Linked DNA regions of Oryctolagus cuniculus: region 1 is linked to region 2. The links are chromatin contacts, called in public Micro-C maps. All regions are on one chromosome and are shown on one strand. The core of a region is the stretch at or near the end of the contact, and the rest is flanking DNA. Distances in the headings are between cores, read along the strand shown.

Region 1 (4,829 bases), core at 1,859-4,358, 280 kb before region 2:
CAGACGGACACGGACACACACACACACACACACACAGAGGTATCGCTGAGGAGACTCTCACGGACACATACACACACACACACACACACCTATTGCTATAGAACAAAGGCGGTGTCCGCAGTTCTGACACTTTATCTCAATAGAACCTGGAACCTCTGTAAAGTCACTGCTGGGACAGAGGCGGCACACCTGTAACCACCTACACACACACACACACACGGGTATCGCTGAGGACTCTCACGGACACACACACACGTATCGCTGAGGACTCTCACAGACACACACACATGCACACACACACGGGTATCACTGAGGAGACTCACAGACACGGACACACACACACACAGACACACGCACATATCGCTGAGGAGACTCTCACAGGCATGGACACACACACACACACACAGGTATCGCTGAGGACCCTCAAGGACACGCACACACACACACACGGGTATTGCTGAGGAGACTCTCACAGACACACACACGCACAGGTATCGCTGAGGACTCTCACAGACACACACACACACACACACACACAGGGGTATTGCTGAGGAGACTCTCACAGACACACACACGCACAGGTATCGCTGAGGACTCTCACACACACACGGGTATCGCTGAGGAGACTCACACAGACACACACACACACACGGGTATCACTGAGGAGTCTCTCACAGACACGGACACACACACACGCACAGGTATCACTGAGGAGACTCACAGACACACACACACGCACAGGTATCGCTGAGGACCCTCACGGACACACACACACACACACACACAGGGGTATCGCTGAGGAGACTCTCACAGACACACACACGCACAGGTATCGCTGAGGACTCTCACAGACACACACACGGGTATCGCTGAGGAGACTCACGGACGGACACACACACACACACACACACGGGTATCGCTGAGGAGTCTCTCACAGACACGGACACACACACACGCACAGGTATCACTGAGGAGACTCACAGACACACACACGTATCGCTGAGGACCCTCACGGACACACACACACACACACACGGGTATCGCTGAGGAGACTCACAGACACACACACGCACAGGTATCGCTGAGGACTCTCACAGACACAGACACACAAACACACACACACAGGGGTATTGCTGAGGAGACTCTCACAGACACACACACGCACAGGTATTGCTGAGGACTCTCACACACACACACACGGGTATCGCTGAGGAGACTCACGGACAGACACACACACACACGGGTATCACTGAGGAGTCTCTCACAGACACGGACACACACACACGCACAGGTATCACTGAGGAGACTCACAGACACACACACACGCACAGGTATCGCTGAGGACCCTCACGGACACACACACGCACAGGTATCGCTGAGGAGACTCACGGACGGACACACACACACACACACACGGGTATCGCTGAGGAGACTCTCACAGACACGGACACACACACACGCACAGGTATCGCTGAGGAGACTCACAGACACACACACGTATCGCTGAGGACTCTCACGGACACACACACACACACACGGGTATCACTGAGGAGACTCACAGACACACACACGTATCGCTGAGGACCCTCACGGACACACACACACACACACACGGGTATCGCTGAGGAGACTCTCACAGACACGGACACACACACACGCACAGGTATCACTGAGGAGACTCACAGACACACACACGTATCGCTGAGGACTCTCACGGACACACACACACACACACACACACGGGTATCACTGAGGAGACTCACAGACACACACACGCACAGGTATCGCTGAGGACTCTCACAGACACAGACACACACACACACACACACAGGGGTATTGCTGAGGAGACTCTCACAGACACGGACACACACACACGCACAGGTATCACTGAGGAGACTCACAGACACACACACGTATCGCTGAGGACTCTCACGGACACACACACACACACACACGGGTATCACTGAGGAGACTCACAGACACACACACGCACAGGTATCGCTGAGGACTCTCACAGACACAGACACACACACACACACACACACAGGGGTATTGCTGAGGAGACTCTCACAGACACACACACGCACAGGTATCGCTGAGGACTCTCACAGACACAGACACACACACACACACACACACAGGGGTATTGCTGAGGAGACTCTCACAGACACGGACACACACACACGCACAGGTATCACTGAGGAGACTCACAGACACACACACGTATCGCTGAGGACTCTCACGGACACACACACACACACACACACGGGTATCACTGAGGAGACTCACAGACACACACACGCACAGGTATCGCTGAGGACTCTCACACACACACACACACGGGTATCGCTGAGGAGACTCACACAGACACACGCACAGGTATCGCTGAGGACTCTCACGGGGACACACACACACACACACACACACACACACACACACACACACACACACACACGGGTATCGCCGAGGAAACTGAAAGGGACGCGCCGCCCGGGACGGCTCCGTAACGGGGCGGGAAGCCGCCGGAACCACCCGGAACCTCACCTCGCTTCACCAACGGGTTCTCCCCAACGCCAGAAGCCGACGGTAAGCAGCGAGGTCAGGCGCGGCGCACTTCACTCTCGGGTCTCTCCCGGCCCCGAGAGCCCACAAACTCACTTCCTGCCGACGCCACGCACAGCCGCCCCCCGCCCGCCGCGTCCCAGCCCCGCAGCTCCGGATCTACGGCCTGGCCTTCCCACCTAGCGCCCGCGCCTTCCCCGCACCCCGCGGCTCCCCGGACTCGGCCAGCCTCAGCAACTCCTCTGCCTGGGGCACCCCACGCCCTCCAGGTCAGAAACCCCGCGGCTCCGGCCTCGCCCTCGCGGACGGTGTGTCCGTCCAGCACGCCCAGAGTTTTGACTCGCTCCCAAAACACCCCAAACGCGGGTTTCTGTAAAGGTTCGAGAACCGAACCCCCAGTTATGCTCTCAGACTCCGCCCCCTTCTCTGCAGCCCGGGCAACACTCGGGGCCGGCGCCTCCGAGCGGCGCCGTTGGTTGACGAAGCAGCACCTGATTGGCCGCCGCGCCCCCGCGAGCCGCGATTGGCCGAGGGCCGGCCGGCTCCTCCCCTCGCCCCCGCCTCCGGCCTGCGGCCACCCGTGTGTCCTCGCGCCGCTCGTCCGCGCGCAGCCTGGCAGTTTGCCTCTTCCTCGTCCTCCAGCCTTCGCCCATGGCCACCGCCGCGACCGAGGAGCCCTTCCCTTTCCACGGTCTCCTGCCAAAGAAAGAGACCGGGGCCGCCTCCTTCCTCTGCCGCTACCCGGAATATGACGGGCGCGGGGTGCTCATCGCGGTCCTGGACACGGGGGTCGACCCGGGGGCTCCGGGCATGCAGGTGAGTCAGCCCCGGAGGGCCCGGGCGCGGGCGGCCGGGGACGCCGGGGAGGACGCGGCCTCGGAGCCCGCTCAGGCCGGGGCCCCGCTCTGCGGCCGTGCCCAGGCCGGGGTGGGCAGCGCCGAGAGCCACCATGGCCCGCCCAGGGGACCCGGCTGCGCCCAGGTGTCGGGGGCGAGGGCCGTGGTGCCGCTGGCCAGACAAAAGCGGCGAGCCTGGCGTGGCTGGCGTGGGGAGCCCGGGTCCGCCTGGGCGCTGCCAGGCCGGACACCTCAGGGCGCCAGCCCCCCACCCCCGCGCCGTCGTCTCGGGCACCGGTCCCTGCCAGAATCTTGCAGGTTTTTTTTTTTTTTAATCCCGGATCTGGGGAATGGGGCAGAAGACCCTCCGAGAACTTGATTGCCATGGCTGTGATTTGGGGGATTGGGTTTTTTGGGGAAGAGGAGTTTGAACACGAGACCGGGTTTTCGAGACGATCGCTCGGCCCACTTCCGGAATTGTTTCTTGTGGTTGTGTGTATTCTATTTTTAAACAGTCTCCTGCAGTGTGTGTGTGTAGGGTCCTTGACTCTCCTGACTTTGCATTCGTTTTACGTAGGCATCCAGTTTAGTTTGTTTCGGGCGAACTTTTCGTACCTTTGGAAACGATTCTTGTGTGTGTGTGTGTGTTTAATCTGGAAACATAAGACAACGCGCTTTAATTACTACGGTTTTCAAAAATTACTTAGTTTTGCCTTACGCACCTCTAAGATTCGTAGATCAGGGTACCATGTACAAAGGTAATTTTAAAAATGTGTGTCTCTGTTAGAAGCATTCTGTTTTTAAAAGTTTAACTTTGATAAATTTAAGCTTTTGTTGAAATCCACTAGTAAACAACATTTTACTGGTGTTCAGAACTTACCTGCCCGAATCTTCCTCGACTAGTTCTGCTGTATTTTGATCTCTTGTGTTTACCAGTGTTTTCCTCTGTATCTTACTGCCCTTTCTACCATAAACAGTAACGTTTAATAAATCTCTTTCTCCTTACCCCTAATACACCCCTCCTCCGCATCATTTACAGTGCCTTCTGCTAATTGAGGTCGTATTATGGGGGCTTAGGAAAGTGGAAGCCAGTCTGGCCAACTTTGTATAGAAGCCCTCTAGGAATCTTGCTTCCTGGTTTTAGTTCTTCAACACCACGCTCTGGTGCGAGCACCCCACACCCAATGGCGGCCCTGCCAGGCAGCTTTGATGATGAGTTCCCTCCTGGCAACTGTAGTTTTTATAGTCATTGTTGTACTAATAACTCTTAAGACTTAAAACAGTGGCAGCTATCACCTCCTTGAGGCTTTATTACAGACTAGCAATGCCTTCCATTCTGCTGTGGCCTGTGTTTACATTTTATAGGGATAAGTGGGAGGAGAACAGCTGGGGTGTGCGGCTCACTGGTTCTGTTGTCAGGTTAATAAAAGA
Region 2 (5,065 bases), core at 2,370-4,869:
CAAGAGTTACCACATACTTCTCTTTGAAAGTTAGTAATGGGGCTGGTGTTTGGAACAGTGGGTTAAGCTGCTGTTTGCGGTGCCAGTGAGTGCCTGTTTGAGTTCTGGCTGCTCTGCTTTCTATTCAGCTCCCTGCTAATGTGCCTGAGAAGGCAGCAGATGATGGCTTCTGGCACCCATGTGGGAAACCCAGATACAGTTCTTGGCTCCTGGCCCAGCCCGGGCAGTTGCAGCCTTTTTGGGGAGTGACCCAGCAGACAAAAAATCTTTTTCTCTCTCTTTCTTTCTCTCACTGTCACTCTGCCTTTCCAATAGATAAATCTTAAAAAAAAAAAAAAGAAAAAAAAGTAACACTCCAGTAACATTTGATTTCTTGGTATTGTTTCATAGTCTCCACAGGTGAACTTAAAGTTCAAATCTCAGCTCTGCACTTAACTAGCTGTATCACCTAGGGAAAGTTAAGATTAATTTTTCTGTGATTTTTTCTCATTGGTAAAATGGTTTTGAAAAATAAGCTATTACATGTAGTTTAGATGTCTCTTATAGATAGTGCTATTTATGTGCTTACTAATACTCCTTTAGATTTTTTATTCTTTAGATTCTTTATAATGAGCTCTTTAATCAGCTTCTAAAGGAGATAATACCTTTTAAATCAAACATACAGTCCTTAGTTGCTCTTCCTTCAAAAGTATTTCATATTTAAGAAATGTTGCTGTGGTTTTAAAAGGATGTAGAGGCCAGCGCCGTGGCTCAATAGGCTAAGCCTCCACCTGCGGCACCGGCACCCCGGGTTCTAGTCCCGGTCGGGGCACCGGATTCTGTCCAGGTTGCCCCTCTTCCAGGCCAGCTCTCTGCTGTGGCCCAGGAGTGCAGTGGAGGATGGCCCAAGTCCTTGGGCCCTGCACCCACATGGGAGACCAGGAGAAGCACCTGGCTCCTGGCTTCAGATCAGCGCGATGCTCCAGCTGTAGTGCGCCGGCTATTGGAGGGTGAACCAACGGCAAAAGGAAGACCTTTCTTTCTGTCCACTCTGCCTGTCAAAAAAAAAAAAAAAAAAAAAAAAAAGGTAGAATACTCACAGATAAAGAAACTTCCTAGGATCACAAGGTGACTTAGTTTGATAGTACTGCTGTAACAAAATGCCATATATTGTGTGGCTTCCACAAATGTATTTTGTCACAGTTCTGGATGCTAGCAATCCAAGATCAAGGTCTTGGCAGGCATGTTTTGATTCCTCTCTCCTTGGCTCACGTCTGGCCGCCTTCTTAATGTATCCTCATGCAGGTTTTTCTGTGTGTAGGCATCCCTGGTCTGTCCCCAACTGTACAAATTTTCTCCTCTTATAAAACACCAGACAGGATTAGAGCCCACACTAATGCCCTCATTTTAGCTTAATTACCTAACTTCAAATACAGTCACACTCTGAGGTATTAAGTTAGTAAAGCTTCCACTTAAAAATTTTGGAGGATGAAATTCAAGCTACAAGACAAGGTTATTTGATGGCTCAGATGAGAACTGAAGTAACATTTGCCAAAAGTAGATTCTTTTGGCAGAGTACACTGAAGAGCTTTATTTGTATTTATCTGAAAGGGAGAGTGATGGAGGGAGGGAGAAAGAATGAGATTTTCAAACCACTGGTTTACTCCCAAATACCTGCAACACCAGAGGTAGGCCTGGTTGAAGCCAGAAGCCAGGAATTCCATCTGGCATCTCCTACATGGTTGGTAGGAACCTATTTGAGCCATCATGTACTGCCTCCCAGGGTGCACATAGCAGAAAGCTAGATCAGAAGTGGAGGTGGAACTCAATCCCAGGCCCTCTGATATGAGATGTAGGTGTCCCAAGTGGTGGCCTAACCTGCTGCGCCACAACACCTGATCCTGGAGTGCTTTAGACTGGAGACCTGCCTCAATTTATGGACAGTATTTATGGAACTCCTGTTTAGCGTCAGAAGTGGAGGAAATAACAGTCAAGCTGGCTCTTGGTTTGAGTAGGTTTAGTTTGCTGTGAGGCAAAGACTGAATAGGCAATAATATTACTATTATGGTTTGAAAATGATTTGCTTCCAGAACTTATGCAGGACTTTAAGTCCCAAAGCCCCATGTTAATGGTAAGAGAATGGAAACATAATTCAATTATGGTACTTAGAAGGTGGGCCTCATAGGAGATCCTAAGGTATTTGGGGGCGTGCCCCTGAAAGGTAGTTCTGGTTTGAGGATTGGTTATAAAAGCCTGAGTTGGGCCCAGCCACTCCATTATTCTGTTCTCTGGTTCACCAAGCAATTCTTTACTGCTCCCCCACTGCAACACTCATTAGAGACTAAACCAGTGTTGAACAGGGTCACTCAGTCTTGGATGTGAATTTTCAAAACTGTTAGCTAAGCATATCTTTTCTGTTTTAGAAAGTTAGTTACAATAGGCCTGCACCGCGGCTCAGTAGGCTAATCCTCCGCCTTGCGGCGCCGGCACACCGGGTTCTAGTCCCGATTGGGGTGCCGGATTCTGTCTTGGTTGCCCCTCTTCCAGGCCAGCTCTCTGCTGTGGCCAGGGAGTGCAGTGGAGGATGGCCCAGGTGCTTGGGCCCTGCACCCCATGGGAGACCAGAAGCACCTGGCTCCTGCCTTTGGATCAGCGCGGTGCGCCCGTCGCAGCGCGCTGGTCGTGGCGGCCATTGGAGGGTGAACCAACGGCAAAGGAAAACCTTTCTCTCTGTCTCTCTCTCTCACTGTCCACTCTGCCTGTCAAATAAATAAATAAATAAAAGAAAGTTAGTTACAATAACAAAAAGCTGACCAATGGTAAATACAACAGTGTTCTAGGGATTATTTTACACATGGAGAAAATGCACAATGTACTTTGTCAGAATTATTCCTGATAGAAAACTGATTTTGACTACATTGATTAAACAGGCCTACCATTAACCAACCATTTCTGTTTTACTAAAAACCTTACTTTTGATAGTCTCATTACATGATTCCTTAAAAATACAACCTGCTCCTTTAAAGCAATCTTTCTGAGTTTGGATCCAGTTTCAACACTATAGTTCAAGTGTGAATAAGCAGCGATCTAGTTTCAGTACTGCAGTTCCCAGGTGAATATGTGAGCTAACAGTAACATTTATGAAGTCGCTACTGAACAAAGGGATCAGCACCTATCACTTCTAATCCTCATTAAAATAGACTTGTTGGACGCCCTCTGTACAGATAAAGCCAGACACTCTAAGGTTGGTTATTCGAATCTTGGCCTGAGCGTCCTGGAGCCGATGACTTTCTGGAGTTAATGTGGGAATTTCATATCCTTTCTTACGCACAAGCCACTGAATTCTAACTTTCAGATCCTGGAGAAAACTATATCTCAAAAATTAAGGCTTTAATCTGTATTACTAATTGCCACACGCTATCCTACAAATAACTATTAGTTTAAAAACACTCAATGCAGACCACCTTTCAGTTGTCGCTTCACCTATAAAAAACAACCCGTTGGTATCACTTCACAACCGGCGGCGCAATGAAGCAGAGGCTGACCCAGAAAGCCGCGCGGTCAACCCTCACCTCGGTAAGGCGGCACGGGGCATGGAGCTCCCGTTCACTTCCGGCGCGCCGCGGGCGCAGCGAATGTACGTCAGAGCGCGGCGCCAGGCTTCCGCTCCTGTCGTCGCAACAGACGGAAGCCGAGTGGCCCATTTCTGGTGGGTTTGCGGACCCACCTGAGCAGGCGGGCGGTACCCGCGGTGTCCGTGCGCTCACCCCAGCTTTCCCTCAGGAGTGCGGACACTGGCGCTGAGGCCCCGGGTCGGACAGAGTCCGCTCCTTCCCGCAGGCGGCCATGCCCTGGTCTCGCCCTTGTTCCGGGAGGCGGTGTCTGCCTCGCTATCCCTGATGCCGGTTGCCCCTGGCAAACCTCGGGCTCTGCGTTGCTTTCCATCATCCCCGGGGCCCCGCGCGGCGGCGTAGCCTGTTGCAGGAAGACTCGAGTCGAGGGTCTCCGCCGGCGGCCTCATGGGGGTCCAGGGGCTGTGGAAGCTGCTGGAGTGCTCCGGGCGGCAGGTCAGCCCCGAGACGCTGGAAGGCAAGATCCTGGCTGTCGGTATCCTAACGCCGCGTGGGCGCGTGGGTGCGGGTGCGGGGCTCGGGGCTCCCCGGGCGGGGGACACCGGGACCGTGCGGGGTGTGGGGTGCGGGGCTCCGTCCCCGGCTCTGCCTTCCAGCGCGGGGACCGGTCCGGGTCCGTGCCCGCCGCCCCGCTGCGTGATTCTCTGCGAAAGCGGCGGTGATAAGAGAAGCGACACGCGGGGTCGGTGTGGGGCCCATCAGTATTTCCTGCTGTGCTGGGCTTGCTCCGTTGACGGTTCTTTTAATTGACAGCTTCTATTAAATTACGGTTTTGGAAATTCATATTGTACGTCACTGGAAATATTTCAAAAGTGTAGAGTTATTTTCTTCTTACCCCTGGAATTGACTTTTTTGGTGCACATATTTGGCTGATTTGCTTGTGTCGTTGGAATTCAATTTTTTAAAAAATTATTAATTATTAAAATGTTAGTGTTTTTTGAGAATTTTTGTTCAAGTAAAACACTTTTTTGACTGACCCTGCTATGCCAGGTACCTTACACCAGTTTCCAAAATGGGGACCAGTTATGTAAACAATAGAAGGACCAGGGGAGGAGCGACGTGATTGACATCTCAGGAATCTGCGAATTCAGCAAAGAAGTTAGTTCTTCAGTATATAAACAACTTAGAAATAATGGGACACTGGTAATTTTTAAGGTATCATGAGATTATTTTTTGCCAGGTGAATAATTTTCAGATCTATCTGTAATGAAATTTTGACTTGAAGGTTTTTATGCAGGGTACTTTGAGTTGGGGAAAAGAGAAAGATTTTTTAGACTGTGCACTGTTGTTGCCATCTAGTGGTCTGAGGGTGTCATCACACCCTAAAGATTTCCCTAGATCTATGGGTGGGTGAGTTTTGGACACAGTAACACTAAAAACTTGAGCAAAGATTTGGGTCGTTTTATGTTGCAGCTCTTTTTTTTTATTTTTATTTTTTGACAGGCAGAGTGGAT

What was found. A called contact is a pair of places that touch in the nucleus more often than the background predicts.
Region 1: a Micro-C map of ear pinna shows a contact between it and region 2, with 8 times the contacts expected there. The contact joins the promoter of TPP2 here to the promoter of ERCC5 in region 2. A contact is called at or near these places in 2 of 6 Hi-C or Micro-C datasets (ear pinna and an unstated tissue).

What each region holds. Positions count from the first base shown.
Region 1 is chr9:10,088,006-10,092,834 of mOryCun1.1, reverse strand. It overlaps TPP2 (tripeptidyl peptidase 2), which reads left to right and starts at 3,108. Exons shown (of 29, transcript XR_011378715.1): 1 at 3,108-3,378.
Region 2 is chr9:9,806,790-9,811,854 of mOryCun1.1, reverse strand. ERCC5 (ERCC excision repair 5, endonuclease) reads left to right here and starts at 3,619. Exons shown (of 15, transcript XM_051850455.2): 1 at 3,619-4,086. The coding sequence starts at 3,999.